Linked DNA regions of Rattus norvegicus: region 1 is linked to region 2. The links are chromatin contacts, called in public Hi-C maps. All regions are on one chromosome and are shown on one strand. The core of a region is the stretch at or near the end of the contact, and the rest is flanking DNA. Distances in the headings are between cores, read along the strand shown.

What was found. Hi-C and Micro-C count contacts between places; a contact is called where the count stands out from the background.
Region 1: a Hi-C map of prefrontal cortex shows a contact between it and region 2, with 5 times the contacts expected there. The contact joins two enhancer-like sites. A contact is called at or near these places in 2 of 12 Hi-C or Micro-C datasets (frontal cortex and prefrontal cortex).

What each region holds. Positions count from the first base shown.
Region 1 is chr8:122,016,657-122,019,831 of GRCr8, forward strand. No RefSeq gene overlaps it. Among named protein-coding and RNA genes, the nearest start is that of Trnaa-agc52, 380 kb to the left of the region's middle. Within about 2 kb of position 1,450, at least 12 of the 93 cell types and tissues checked have an H3K27ac peak or open chromatin away from gene starts, as enhancers often do.
Region 2 is chr8:121,079,611-121,082,549 of GRCr8, forward strand. No RefSeq gene overlaps it. Among named protein-coding and RNA genes, the nearest start is that of Arpp21, 50 kb to the left of the region's middle. Within about 2 kb of position 1,676, at least 1 of the 93 cell types and tissues checked has an H3K27ac peak or open chromatin away from gene starts, as enhancers often do.

The DNA.
Region 1 (3,175 bases), core at 200-2,699, 940 kb after region 2:
GGTGTCTGTCAGAGCTCAGGGGGAAGGGTCCAATCAGGTGTGCCACATACTGGGCTCCAAGGGGTTTCTTTACAGTGATACATGTGGGGGCTTGGTGGAGTTGGGGAGAAGCTCTTGCAGAGACCAGTGTGGTGCCTGAGCCTGTCTGTTCTTTGCACACAATTTTCACCCAAAACCACAGAAACATAAAATAAACCAAATACACACAAGGTAGGACAGAAAGCATGACAAAAGATTTGGAAGGACAGAGCTTCCCTCTGAAGATACAGGGGTTAGTTCTCCAGGAAACTAAGATCATTTAAAATTCTATGAACATGCAGAAGATCCAAGCCCAGGGGCTGAGGAAATGGCTCAGTCAGGAAAGCGCTTGTGGCACAGGCATGGAGACCTGAGTGTGAGTCTCTAACATACAAAAGAAGTTAAGTGTGTTCTTGCAATCTCAGTGCTGCCAAGGGCGAGACAGGAGGATTTCTGGGACTCAGTGACCACCGGCTCTCCAATAATCAGTGAGCTACAGGTTCACAAAGAGAACTGTGTCAAGGGAAAAGAACAAGACAGACAACTCTAGACAGGCAGCACCTGCCATTGACCCCCTGAGTTTCACATACAAACTCACATGTATGCATACACACACTCACACGTATAAACATACAAACATACAATTAATGCGCTCCAGAAAACAAAAGCCCAACTTCATAATCCTTTTCTTTAAAAAAAAAAAAAAACAAACACTGGTAGAAAGAGAAACATAAGAACACTTGAGCAAATCCATCATCAAAAAGAGAGAATTTCTTTTTAACAATTTAGGACAGGTATGTGTCATCTATGAGTATGCTTTTACAAATCATATCCGGTCAGGTGACTTCTCACAAACTAAGGTCCAGGAAGCAAAGGCTTCAGAAGCTCTAGAAGTGGGAGGCCAGCAGACTGAGATGCAAGCCCACACTCATCTGGCCCCCAAGTCAACACTCTTCCCAGGGGAGCTTGCTAGCAAGAAATAAGAGAGAGATTGCAGAATCAAAATCTTTTTTAAAATCTACATAATTCATTTTGTTGAGTATATTTCTCTTCTCCCCAGTGGCAGCTTCTCGCTACTTTCCCCCACCTGTTAATTACTCGGGGCTTGTGTGGGGGCGGACTTGGCTTCCTGCAGCAGCCCAGACAGGTTGTCACACTGTCAAGGATTCCTTCATTAACAAGCTGTCAATATGCTGCCAACAGCCACCATTTGGTTTGTTCTGGGGAGCGGGGCTGTGGTGTGGAGTCTTGGCTCCATCAATTAGAGGAATTAAAAAAAAAAAAAAAAAAAAGGCAAGAGGCAGATGTCTTCCAGTCTGTTCTCCGCAACAGACTTGGGATACGGCGTGGGTTTTCACTGGGAGGGGGGCCTGAGGGAGGGGTTTAAGGAATGTGTCAAGGAGGAGGAAGCTAAGGGAAAAGTATGGCGAGCAAGACGGAGGCGGAGGCGTTGAAAGATGGAGACTCCTCGTGCCACAGGGCTCTGAGTAATGCTAACTGTGACCGTGTCCTTGCCAGTGGACAGCTCAAATTCAAGCTTTAAAAATGGTTAAGAAGCCACCAGTTGGATTTTTAAAGCGAAAGGTGCCATTTGCCTACAACCTTTTCAAAGTCACCCTAATGAAGCAGAGAGGACCTGCCAATCCCTGGCAGCCCTTTCACAAGCCTGCACGCTGCTTTCTGTTAATTGGCACTGTCAACCCCTGAGCCTCCAGGTCCCCAGACTTCCCAGTCGCAGCATGCCTGCAGACATGTTGCTTTTCAGAGGGCCCCCGTGTAAAAGAATGACAGAAGCGTAATTTTTTAGCAACTCTTTGCAAAGCCGGGGGTCGCGATAAAAACTTTATTCTGTTCCTGTAGACTCAGACCCTACTCTGTATCACGTCCCACAATGCCTAGTTGCTATGCCCATGTAAAATGTGCTCAGAATCTCTCCAATCAGGAAGACCTCGGGACAGGAAATAATTTCCAAAGCTTGCCTCAGAACTGTCTTTGTTTGAGAAGGGAGTGTGCACTGCTCAGATTTCAAGAACTAATAAAATCTAGTCTGTTGTGGAGGTGCGCGCCAGTGATCCCAGTCCTTGAATGGAGGAGGCAGAAATTGAAAGTTCAAGATCGGGCTGGAGACTGGCTGTTCTTCCTAGGCTCGTTTCCCACACAGAGGTAGCACAGAACCACCTGCAGCTCCAGTCCCAGGGGATCCAATGCTCTCTTTTGTCCTCCATGATTATCAAGTGTGCACATAGACATACATGCAGGTAAAACACGCATACACATTAGGAAAATTAAAGAAGCTTAGGGTCATCCTGAGCTACACAGGAAGCTCAAGGCCAGCCTGGGGTACACGAGACTTTTCTAGAGTGGTGGGGCATACACTACAAAACATGCCTGCTTATTTTACCTCTTCCTATCGCTCTGTGACATACAATATTTGTGCACCAGAATTCTTGGACTGAAGACGCAAGCATGGATGGGCCAGAACTTCAGCAATGTGAGAGAGACTGTGGAGCTAAGAAAATGGTAAGATCAAATCTAAGAAGGTTTAACTGCAGAAAACAGTGGCAGGAGGTCCGCCCAGGGAGTGTGAATGTGATACAAGACACAGGGCCATTGTGTGAATGTGATACAAGACCCAAGGTCAACACACAAGTTCTAGACGATTCTTTTGGAATTAAATGTTTTAAATTTGTTAACTTGTGGGGGGAGGGCACAATGCATTGATTGGTTGTAGGCTTCAATTGTATACTCTACAGATACTCCTGGGTTAACTCCCAGCCGAGTGAGTGAAAATTGTAGGAGAGTGGAAGAATGAGGATGCCGTGAGTCCATCCAAGAGAAGAGAGGGTATGAGCCACACAGTGGGAAAGGAGAAAGCCAGAAAGAAAGCCAAGCCCATCCGTGATCGTGATTCATGGATTGCACTGACAGATGCACTGATTTAGACAAAAAGATGGTCCAAATTGGGCCGGAGAGGCTCAGTGAGGACATGCGCTGCAGGCATGGTAAGCTGAGCAACAGGCTGAGCCTGCAAGCCTGGCCTAGCAGACAGGAAATCAGAACGACCGTCGGAGAACGCAGGACGTGCCTCTTTCTTTTGCTCGTTTCTTTATTTCTTCCTTCCTTTCTTCCTTTATTTCCTTCCTTCTTTCTCTCTTTC
Region 2 (2,939 bases), core at 426-2,925:
ATATTCCCCGAAGACACTAAATTAGTGCCCTTTAATGAAGCTCTCAAATTGGATTTTCAAAATAAGCCGAATTGCTAGAATAACCCAACTGCCTTTATGAGCACCTTTCCAGCTGAAGCGAGAAGTAGGATTTCCGTGCTGTTGAACTTGCAACATTTCTCAACAATTAGGTTGTGAGGAACTCCACTTAAGGGCGGACACCCCCTCCACTGTAAAGGCCCACATATTCCCTAGAGAGACTTCTCATCTGCTTCGTATCCAGCAAAACCGGCTAGGGTCTATTAAATATCAGTCTTGGGGTTGGGTTTCAAGCTTTAGAAATAGAAGTGAGGGAGAAAGGCAAGGAGAAAGATGGGGTGGGGTGAGGGTGGTTCGATGGCAAGATTAACATTTCAACCAGAAAAGTCGAGAGCCCCATTCTTATTCTGTACTCAGCCAAAATAACTCCAAAAACACATTTCAGAACATCAACAAAGACTGTTACATCATGTATGCATCTGAGCGTGAAGAAATGTCACGATCAAAAACAAAGAGGACTTCGGAGACTAGAAACCAAATGTTCAGATGGCACGGATCCCTTGGTTCCAACTATGTCTCCTCTGCAGTAGGCTGTGTGGAATGTAAGAAAATTATCCCGTGAGCAGGCAGACCATAAATGACCCCTGGCCTGCGCTCCCATGAAGTGATGCTCTGTTGCCAAAGCAGCTCAAGACGATTCTTAAAAATAAACGTGTTTGGAGCTTTCCTGGAGCCTCCTCTGAATCAGAGGAGGGGCTTTGGAGAGGCACGGGAGGCATCTGCTACAGGGAGCTTTGGAAAACCTATCAGGGAAAGATCTGAGCAACAATAGACCAGGGAGGCTGCTGAATAAGTTACCTTGTTTCTTTTCAGCATTCCTGGGCCAGATACTTTGACACTCTAAGCATCTTGCTTGCCCCGCCTCTCCTGCCCCACAATGCGGGATGCAGAGCAAGCACTGTGTTTGCCCATTTGCATCCTGAGAAGCCCCAGGTTTTCATGGGATCTGGCAGGGGGACAGGAAGACTTTCTTTCTGCAGAGCAGGGGTGGGATACCCTTGTCACCTACTACTCTAAGGCCACTTCGGATAGAAGTATAGTCCCACATGGAACCCACTAGAGGTATTATTATTGCTTCCTATTTTGCTTGTGGGTATGTTGTCTGTAAGTATGCACATGTGGTGTGGGCACATGTGTATTTGCAGTTCGTATTCACACGTGTGTGTGTGTGTGTGTGTGTGTGTGTGTGAATGCCAGAGATTGACATGCCCCTGCTCATCTCCACTTTTATTTATCAAAGTGGGGTATCTTGCTGGAGCCAGAGCTCCCCGATATATCTAGTCTCACTGGTCAGCTTGGCCAGGGCCTTTTGGGTCTCCAAGCCCATCGGGCTTCCCAGTGGATTCTGGGGATCCGAACTGTGGTCCTGAAGCATGTGCTCTCATCCAATGAGCCACTTCCCCAGACAAAGGTGTTACTGATTTAAAAGAAAACGAACGACCAAAACTCTTGGCCTATAAATCAAAGTAGAGAAAGAGCACAAGCACTGGGAGGCCATGTAAGAAAAGAGAGGTCGATATTGTATCCAGGAAGCCTCAGGAGGGACACAGAACACAGCCTAGGCTGTGCCAAGCGAGGTCTGTCGTCCAGCTCTTTTGTAGCCTTTCCTGAGGTCCCAGATTCTCCAGGATGGACACTGGTTCCTTCCTCACACAGGAGCAGAGGAGTGTCACTATCAGATATTTGGCTTCTTGACCACCAGTAAGCGTGGTTAATTAATTAATTAGGGATTATGGGGGTTGGGGGGAGTAGCTACAGTCTACCTCTAATGCAATGCAGGATGTTGGAATTTGAAAACTGTTCTCCAAAACTGAAACTGAGACGCGCGCGCGTGTGCGTGTGTGTGTGTGTGTGTGTGTGTGTGTGTGTGTCTGTACACTCGATACTTTAAAAAGTACTTGTTGTCTCAGATCCAACATCTCCAGAAGGACACCACTAGAGAGATATCTGCATAAATGTACAATTTGTCCTCTAAAGCCACTCTTCAAAGAATGTCTTTTTTTTTTTCTTTTCAAAATGAAATTTACATTTATGCAATGTAAAGAGGCAGTTTGGGGAAAAGAAGAGGATTTCAAAATCAAAGGGGACAGAATAAAACCTTTCCCGGAATACAACACCCAAATTGCCATAGCTGTTTGGCTTAGCCAATCTGCATGCATATGTATCTGTAAATCCATGGCTCTGTTCTGCGGTCGTGGATTATAGAATACGTGTTATTTTATAATCCACTCCCCCGTTCCCTGCTCCCCTCTCTGCTTTAGAATGAATCATGAGTTCTTTCCATGCCTTTGCCTTATTGTTAATGACAGCAGAGGGGTTCATTAAATCTTTGAGTATACCTGTGCTACAAGTAAAAGAATGCATGAGTTCCAGCTTGGGAGATTTTATTCTCTTTAAAGTAAATGAATTTTCCCTCCTGAGGTCTCCTGTAGCCGAGGCTCACCTCAAACTCCTCATGTAGCTAAGGATAGCCCTGGACTGATCCTCCTGCTTCCAGATCCTATGTGCTTGGACTGTAGGCTTAAGCCGCTATGTCCAGTGTCCACACGGCTGCTCATGAGACCCAGAACATACTCCATGCTACATAAGAACACTACTAATAGAGCTATACCACCAGCCCCAAGGGGAATCTTCAAACTTGAGTGCTTCATCCAAAAAGGACCCATGTTTATATTTTATGTTTGATACGATCCTAGATTAATTATATAGAATTAAATGAGAGTTTACTACAAAAAAAATGTTAAAATACACTTTTAAATAAATGGGATTTTAAAGATATTTTAAAAATCTGGTGTATTCGTGTATGTGTTCCTGTACGTGTGTGTGTGTGTGTGTGTGTGTGTGTGTGTGTGTGTGTGTGT